Linked DNA regions of Rattus norvegicus: region 1 is linked to region 2. The links are chromatin contacts, called in public Hi-C maps. All regions are on one chromosome and are shown on one strand. Each heading gives the region's core, a stretch centred on a gene start, on an enhancer-like site or on the middle of the called end of the contact. The rest is flanking DNA. Distances are from core to core; before and after follow the strand shown.

The links. A called contact is a pair of places that touch in the nucleus more often than the background predicts.
Region 1: a contact with region 2 is called in a Hi-C map of hepatocytes, with 2.1 times the contacts expected there. The contact joins the promoter of Ccdc142 here to the promoter of Hk2 in region 2. A contact is called at or near these places in 2 of 12 Hi-C or Micro-C datasets (hepatocytes and mammary epithelial cells).

The regions. Positions count from the first base shown.
Region 1 is chr4:117,162,282-117,165,980 of GRCr8, reverse strand. It overlaps Ccdc142 (coiled-coil domain containing 142), which reads right to left and starts at 1,926. Exons shown (of 9, transcript XM_008763085.4): 1 at 1-1,926.
Region 2 is chr4:116,838,879-116,842,583 of GRCr8, reverse strand. Hk2 (hexokinase 2) reads left to right here and starts at 1,309. Exons shown (of 18, transcript NM_012735.2): 1 at 1,309-1,567. The coding sequence starts at 1,505.

The DNA.
Region 1 (3,699 bases), core at 677-3,176, 320 kb before region 2:
CTGACGGCAAGAGACCCATGGCCCCTCCATCTCAGACTCCCTAATGTACCACCTTCCTGTGGTCTGCCCTCTGGGGCCCTGCGGAGATCTACTACAGAAAAGAGGAAAGCAAGACCTCAGCTTCCTTTTGCTTTGATCATGTCTTCATGTTCGTTTGTGGGCGTGCTGTTTTGTTCTCTTTGAGTCTCAGTATGCATGTTCCTAGCTATCCTAAAACTCTCATGTAGACCAGGCTGGTCTAAAGCTCACAGTTGTCTGCCTGCCTCGGCTTCCTCTGCTGAAGTTATTAGTATGTGTATGTATATCACCACAGCCAGCCTCAACCTCCTTCATGTTTTCTTTCAGTCATCTCTGAGAGCTTTGGGAACCAGCAGGTTCGGGCCCTACTCTTAAAGATCCTAGGCAAAGGAACAAACAGCAAGGGGTCCTCGGGCTGCTGTTGCTGTAACGCTCTAAGCTGGGCAAAATTGACATTTAAAGATCTCCAGTTTGAGGTCTAGGCAGTGGTTACAAGCGCCTTTGGAAAAATATTGTGAACAGAGGACAAGACCCTGAAGCAAGGAAAAAAGAATATTATTACTGACCAGCACTCAAGAGGCTGAGACAGAAGGTTGATCGATGCTTGGCCTATACAGTTTCAGGTTAGCCTAGGCTACAGTGTGAGACCCAGTCTCTGAGAGTGGCATGAAAGGACGGGGGTGGGGGTCGGATGCCTGAAGTAGTTGGTACAGTTACTGAGAGAGAAACAGAAGGATCAGATACGAAATCACTGACAAGCTAAATATACAGCTGCTTTCCTTGTCATTCATTTCTAGAATCTCAGAGTCAACAAGTCCTCAGACTAAAGATACAGGTTATGAAGAGACTATGGCGAACTTGAATGTGGGCGTGGTTCTGGCAGAACCATTCCCTCCTCTTCCATTCTCTCTGCCTTGCTAAACAAAACAAAACAAAACAAAACAAAACAAAATGGGGAAAACAAAACAAGACAAAAACCCCCATGTTGTTATATTCCTAATGCTAGCTACCAAGGTCTATTCCCTTAATTGGCCACTTCTTTTTCCCGAGGCTGACTACAAAGGTTCAGCTATCAAAATACTGAAGTCCAGTAATCAAAACCTCCTTTAGTTCATCCAATTAACACGCCCAATCAAAATTAAACACCTCATCCTAACACAGGGTTCCCCCTTTACTGTTATAAACCTCTGTTTGTCTATGGGCCACTTCTGTCTCCTCTATCCAGAGCAGCCCTTTGTCCTCCAGGAAAAATACCTTGGCCCTTTTATCTCCTCTCCTTTGTTCCCTTCCTCTTTTCCTTTGGTCCTCTATCTCCTGTTTTTATCCCTTATTACCTGCCCTTTATCCCTCTAGGGCAAATAAATCTCTTTCGTGTTGAGAACTTGGTCTAGAGCAGGGGGTTGGTCGTCCTGAGCTAATACCAATCTCTTTCAGGTCACACAAAAATTGGCTCTACGGTTAAGAGCACCGACTGCTCTTCCAAAGGTCCTGAGTTCAATTCCCAGCAACCACATGGTGGCTCACAACCATCTATAATGAGATCTGATGCCCTCTTCTGGTGCATCTAAAGATAGCTACAGGCTACAGTGTACACATATAAATAAAGTAAATCTTTAAAAAAAAAAAAATTGGCTCTAGCTGCAGATTCATGAACCCTGCCTCCAAAGTTAGGACGTCTCAAAATTAATTGAAGCTGAAGAGATGCCTCAGCGCAACTGCTCGTGTAGAGGACCCTTGTTCAGTTGGCTTGAAACAGCCTGTAACTTCCTGGGGCTCCGATGTCTCTGGAGGCACCTTCTCATGCTCACAGAGATACATATAATTTAAAAATAGAAGAAAATATTTTAAAGTTATCTTTTATTTGGTAGGGCTTTTGACTCATCACACAAACTTCTGTTTGCTTAATAAAAAAAAAAATCTTGGGGCTGGAGAGATGGCTCAGCGGTTAAGAGCACTGACTGCTCTTCCAGAGGTCCTGAGTTCAATTCCCAGCAACCACATGGTGGCTCACAACCATCTGTAATGGGATGCTCTCTTCTGAAGTGTCTGAAGAGAACTACAGTGTACTAACATATAAATAAAATAAATAAATCTTTAAAAAAAATCTTGAGAATCCTTTCACAGCCCTTCTTTTATTTCAAACATGTAGTCATCCGCTAGAATCTTTGATTTCGTTTTGAGAGTCCTGGTGAGATGACAGCTTAAGTTTGATCTCTGGACCTCACATGGTGGAAAGAGAATCATACCTTTGCGCGCGCGTGCGCGTGTGCACACACACACTCACCAGTAATAATGAATAAAATAAAAATCCTTCTATTCAATAATTAGCAGTATCTAGTGGAGGCACCAGCCACACATAGCAGTTTGTTACATGTGAGATGTATAAACAGGGAGTACAATGAAATTAAAAGGTTTCTCTTTCTTTTTTTTCCGGAGCTGGGGACCGAACCCAGGGCCTTGTGCTTCCTAGGCAAGCGCTCTACCACCACTGAGCTAAATCCCCAACCCCTTCCCTTTCTTTTTTAAAGGAGTGATTAGAGCTAACCTAATGAGGAGGTGACATTTAAGCTAAGATCTAAAAGAGACAAGAGAGTCAACCCATTTGCCTGGGGAAGAACACCCCAGGTAGAGGACAAAAAACATGCAAAGTCCAGATGAAGCTCAACTGTCTCAAGGAGAGCTCTGGACCATGTGTGAAATAGGTTGGCCGTCATTCAGAGGCCATCATACCATCACCAAGGGGACATTAAGCAAAAGAAGCCTTAATGTACAGCAGGAAAAGAAGGTGGGCTCACAGTGTTTCTAGAAAGGTTTAAAGCAAGATGAAAAAATATTTGAAATTAAACATAAGGGTGCCTTTGGAACAAGGGATGCTAAATTTACACTTTGTAACTAACCACTAAGCAGCCAGACTGGAAAAAAAGAGAAAAGATGGAGGACCAGAGAGGCAGGAATGCAGTTCTTCAGAGGCTGCAAAAGGCCTGTGTAAGAAGGGTCAAGGAGAAACAAAGCAGAAAGCTTAGATGCTGTTGACAACCGTAAATCAGATTAATGAGGGTAGGTAAGGCTCCAGGAAGCCAAGGCCCAAATCACCAAACAGAAACCTCAAAGGAAATAAGACAGAAGAGAGACTCCAGGGAGAAAGAAGAAACCCAGTGTTACAAGTGGAGGGGAGAGGGAGGCCATGTCCTGGCTTAGAAAGAAAAAGAAATAATCACTCCTTCCAATGGGGATTAAAAGAGATTAATAAATGTCTCATCTAGAATTGCAGTTACAGAGTTAACATGCAGAGAATTTTGGCTCCGTATTACTTTGTTTTCTGCCATTTCTGCCATCTCGTGCTTGCAAGGTTGTATTCCCTAACATCTGGGTCATTTTGACACGATGTCAGGACTCTTACTAAATTATAAATTATTTTCTTCCTATCCAGAGGAAGAAAAAAAAGTTGTCCAAATCTGAGCAAAGAAAAGGCTAGCTCAAGACTTGCAGTGAAAAAGGTTGGTGGCCAAAAGCAGGTGTACTGTCATCTTATTTTGTTACAGGGTGTCATGTCTGTTATTTAGATTCAGCTCTTATTTGGAGGAATGTAATAAGAAAGAAAATGAGTATGAGAGAACTGTAGGCAGTAATTTAAGTGTGAGGTCATATTTTTGTAAAAAGGGCAAAAAAAAAAAAGAAGAA
Region 2 (3,705 bases), core at 60-2,559:
GGCCCATGCCACTCCAGAGGTGGGGAGAGAGCTTGGGGAGCGAGACTGTTTGGAAATGGTAGGCCCTGTCTTCTTTCCATGTAACTTTCCAACTCCCAGGTTTCCCATTCTCCACCAGCAACAACCTCATGCCATTTGAGGTGCTACTTCAATATCGCTGGCGTCTACTCATCTATGTGAACTTAAGAGTCTGGTGTCAGGCGTGAGCTGAGGTAGAGGTGGGCTCTTCTCAGCCTCTATAAACCAATTCACACCACTTGAGCCAAGCAGTTACACATGCACTTTCTCCTCCCGCCTATCAGTCCTAGCTCCTGACAAGGTTTCTCTCCAGCCTTTTACTTTCCTGGCTTCAAGAAAGGCGGGATAATATACCAGGGTGGGGAGATTGCATTTCAGAGTGAGACGTGTTCTGTCTTCACCTACCACTTGTTGGCGATGTGACCTTGGGCAAAGCTCATTAACAGCACAGTGCCTAGTTCCCTAATTTGTAAAACATATGCTATAGGTGTGACGATTACGAAGGGCTGACTTTTGTAATGGCTTTGCTTCAGGGATCTGCAGACTCGTTGAGCCACAATTAGGATGAGAATCAAGGTGCTTCAGACTTGTGACAGGGCACTGGCGGCCCCTCACATGATCCTCAGATACCAGATTGTGGCGTGTGCTGCTAGGATCACTTGTCTTTCCAGTCTCCCAACATCTCTTGGGTCCGTGATCACGCGCCCCCCACCCGAAGCCCAGCCTGACGCGGCGGTGGCTCATGCGCCCTGGAGTCCCGGGCTCTAGCCACGGAACACACGTCCCAACTCTGGCGCCCGGCTCCGCCCCTAGCCTCGGGCGCGTCTCTCCCGCCGCCTGCTTGGGTGCTGGAGCAGCCGCGCCCGCGGGCTCTGGGCGCTGATTGGCTGTGGACTGCGGGCGGGCAGCCGGAGAGCGCACACACCCTCTTCCCGCAGCCAATGAGCGCGCCCACGTCACTGTCTTGGGCGGCCCAAAGAGCCGGCAGCCCCTCAATAAGCCACATTGTTGCACCAACTCCAGTGCTAGAGTCTCAGGACACCACAGGCTACACGGAGTTATCCCGCTTAGGAGACCCGAAGGCAGGAGCATCACTCCAGTGACTCTGATAAGGTGCGATCGCCCGAGAGGAACAGAACTGTCATTTTTGCGAAGTTGAGCCTTACGGATCCCGTGGGCGAAGTTAGCGACGGGACGCTGAGCAACTAGACCGGTCGGCAGGAGTGAGACTTAGGTGCCTTCTAGTAGTTGTGACTTAAAAAAAAAAAAAAAAAGGAAAAGAAAAAAGGAGGAAAACCTGTTTCTGGAAACGCGAGGCCCTCAGCTGGTGAGCCATCGTGGTTAAGCTTCTTTGTGTGGCTCCTGGAGTCTCCGATCCCAGCCGGACACCCGGGCCTGGTTTCAAAGCGGTCGAACTGCTCTGCCCGCTCCACCGGTAGCGCTCGAGCCTCGGTTTCTCTACTCGACCCCGACTCGCCGCAGCAGGATGATCGCCTCGCATATGATCGCCTGCTTATTCACGGAGCTCAACCAAAACCAAGTGCAGAAGGTAAGTCGGCACGGGCGGGAGCTGCTGGCTCGCTTCGGACCAAGTTGCGTGCTCTCCGGGAATCTGGAGCACGCAGAGGACCTGCTTCCTCCTCCGGGGCTGGGGACGTGGAACCAGTCTGAGTAGCTGGGAAAGTCCTGAGCGCCAGAAACCACGTCTGCTAGGCACCCTCGTGGCCCGGCCGCGCATCACCGATACTCCCACTTTCCCGGGATCCGCGAGCATCCTCCCCACCCTTAAAGCCCCTAATTTCTAGACGGGCCGGCCGCCCTGCACGTAGTCTGAGACTGCTGCGCCCACGTGGGAGGAGCCCCCTTCTGCAGCCCGAGTTCCGGAAGGAGCACGTGGGGAAGGATCCAGCGTAGGGGAGGAGGCGGGGTGGAAGCGTGTAGCAGCTGAGGCCCGGCCCTCTTAAACTTAAGGATGCGTTGGAGAGGCCATGGGTTCCTCGTGGCGCCCCTTGGAGGTGGATCGGGGGTGGCGTGGGGGAGAGAGCCACCCAGGAAGGAGCGGGAAAGGGCGCAGAAAGACCGGCCTGCCGCGCCCCCTCCCCGGAACTGAACTGCCCGGAACTGAGGCTCGAAAGGGGCGCCCCCTCACAGCAGACCTTCCTGGGGACCGCCCCGCCTCTCGTCCCCGTGTCTGGCCTCCGAGTTGGGGGCGGATTTTGGGTAGTATTTTCTGATTTGCTACTAAAAGTTACACGGAGTGGACTCACCTTCCCACCCCACGATTCCCAAAGTTTCTTTTTTTTTTTTTAATTTGTTTTTGTTTTTTTTCTTGGTCTCTGAAAATGAACCTTTAATAGCTCTGACCCTCCTGAGCCCCACCTCACTCTGCGGTCCCGGCAAACTCCAGCTCTCAGGGAGCGTCATTTACATAAGAAAGAGCCTCGGGCCCTGCTTGGAGCCTCACATTCGGCTTCAGGCTAGGGAGGTGGGGGTGGATCGGAGCCAGGCCCCGAGCGCTCTAACTCCCGGGAGAATTGAGTTTCTAAAATACCCAGGATTACGGGATTGGTTCCTGTCCTGGGCCCTAGTCCAGGATTTAAGAGAGGGAATGGTCTAGTATGGGGCGGGGGCCGGGGGAGGGGGGCTGCTGTCCAGAGGTTTGTGTTAGAATTGCTGCGAACCGTTGCTCAGTTACACATTTAAAATTAGTGTCTAACAAGAACAGATTTTAGAGAAAGTGCCTTGACCACGTTCTAGCCCTCCCACCCTCTTTCTCATGGTCCTGAGTGCGTGGGACAGGATGATAGGTTGTCTTTGATGTTTCCAAGGTCCTGGCAGATGAACCTCCAGATTTAAGAGAGGCACCTGATTAATTTGAGTTTCTCTAGTATCTTGGAATGTGATCCTGCACTTTAATAAGGTTTAGAAATTTGCCTTTAGGTTGGCTCGATTTTTGCAGACTCCATTGGGGTTTATCTATTCTTTTTCCCCCCTATTCTTGATTCAACCATATCTTGACAATTCCTAAATCACAAAGTGGAGGAAGACTCCTTAATCCTGTGGAGAGTGAATTTCCCTTTTGGACGTCTGAATTCTTTTTATGAACTTTCTCTCCCGGTGATGGAACCGTGGAAGCACCACAGACACTCCTAGGGGACATTTGGTGGAGTCATCTGTTCCTAGGAGTGACATGGGAGTCTCTGGAAGTGAGTTCTAACTCCTGTCTTGTGGTTCGTTCACCTTAGGACCCAGAGCCTCTTGGGAGGCCTATTCCTACAAGATGCAGATGACTGTGCCCATCCCATTTTATGGTGACTGACTGAACACCACAATTTGAACCTTTTGTTCTTTTAGGTTCTTTACACTCCCAACACCAGGACACTTGGATGTACTTCCTCTAAGTTACCAGTAGGGGCAGAATTGAGTCAGGCCTGTAACTTAAAAAAAAAACCCAGGTGTCACAGGAGGGATTTAGCCTCCCAGTTTAGACTCCCTGATCTGGCTTAGGTGTGCAAAGCTATTTGATCCCCCTGAAGTTTGAGAAGAGACACAGAGTATATCTGGAGTGTTTCTGTGCTGCGGAAGAATTAGGAAAGATGAAAGAAACTCTGGTTTAGGACCGATTGGTTACATTTTGGTTTTGGTTTGAGGCAAGGTCTCTCTACAGAGTCTGGCTGTTCAGTAACT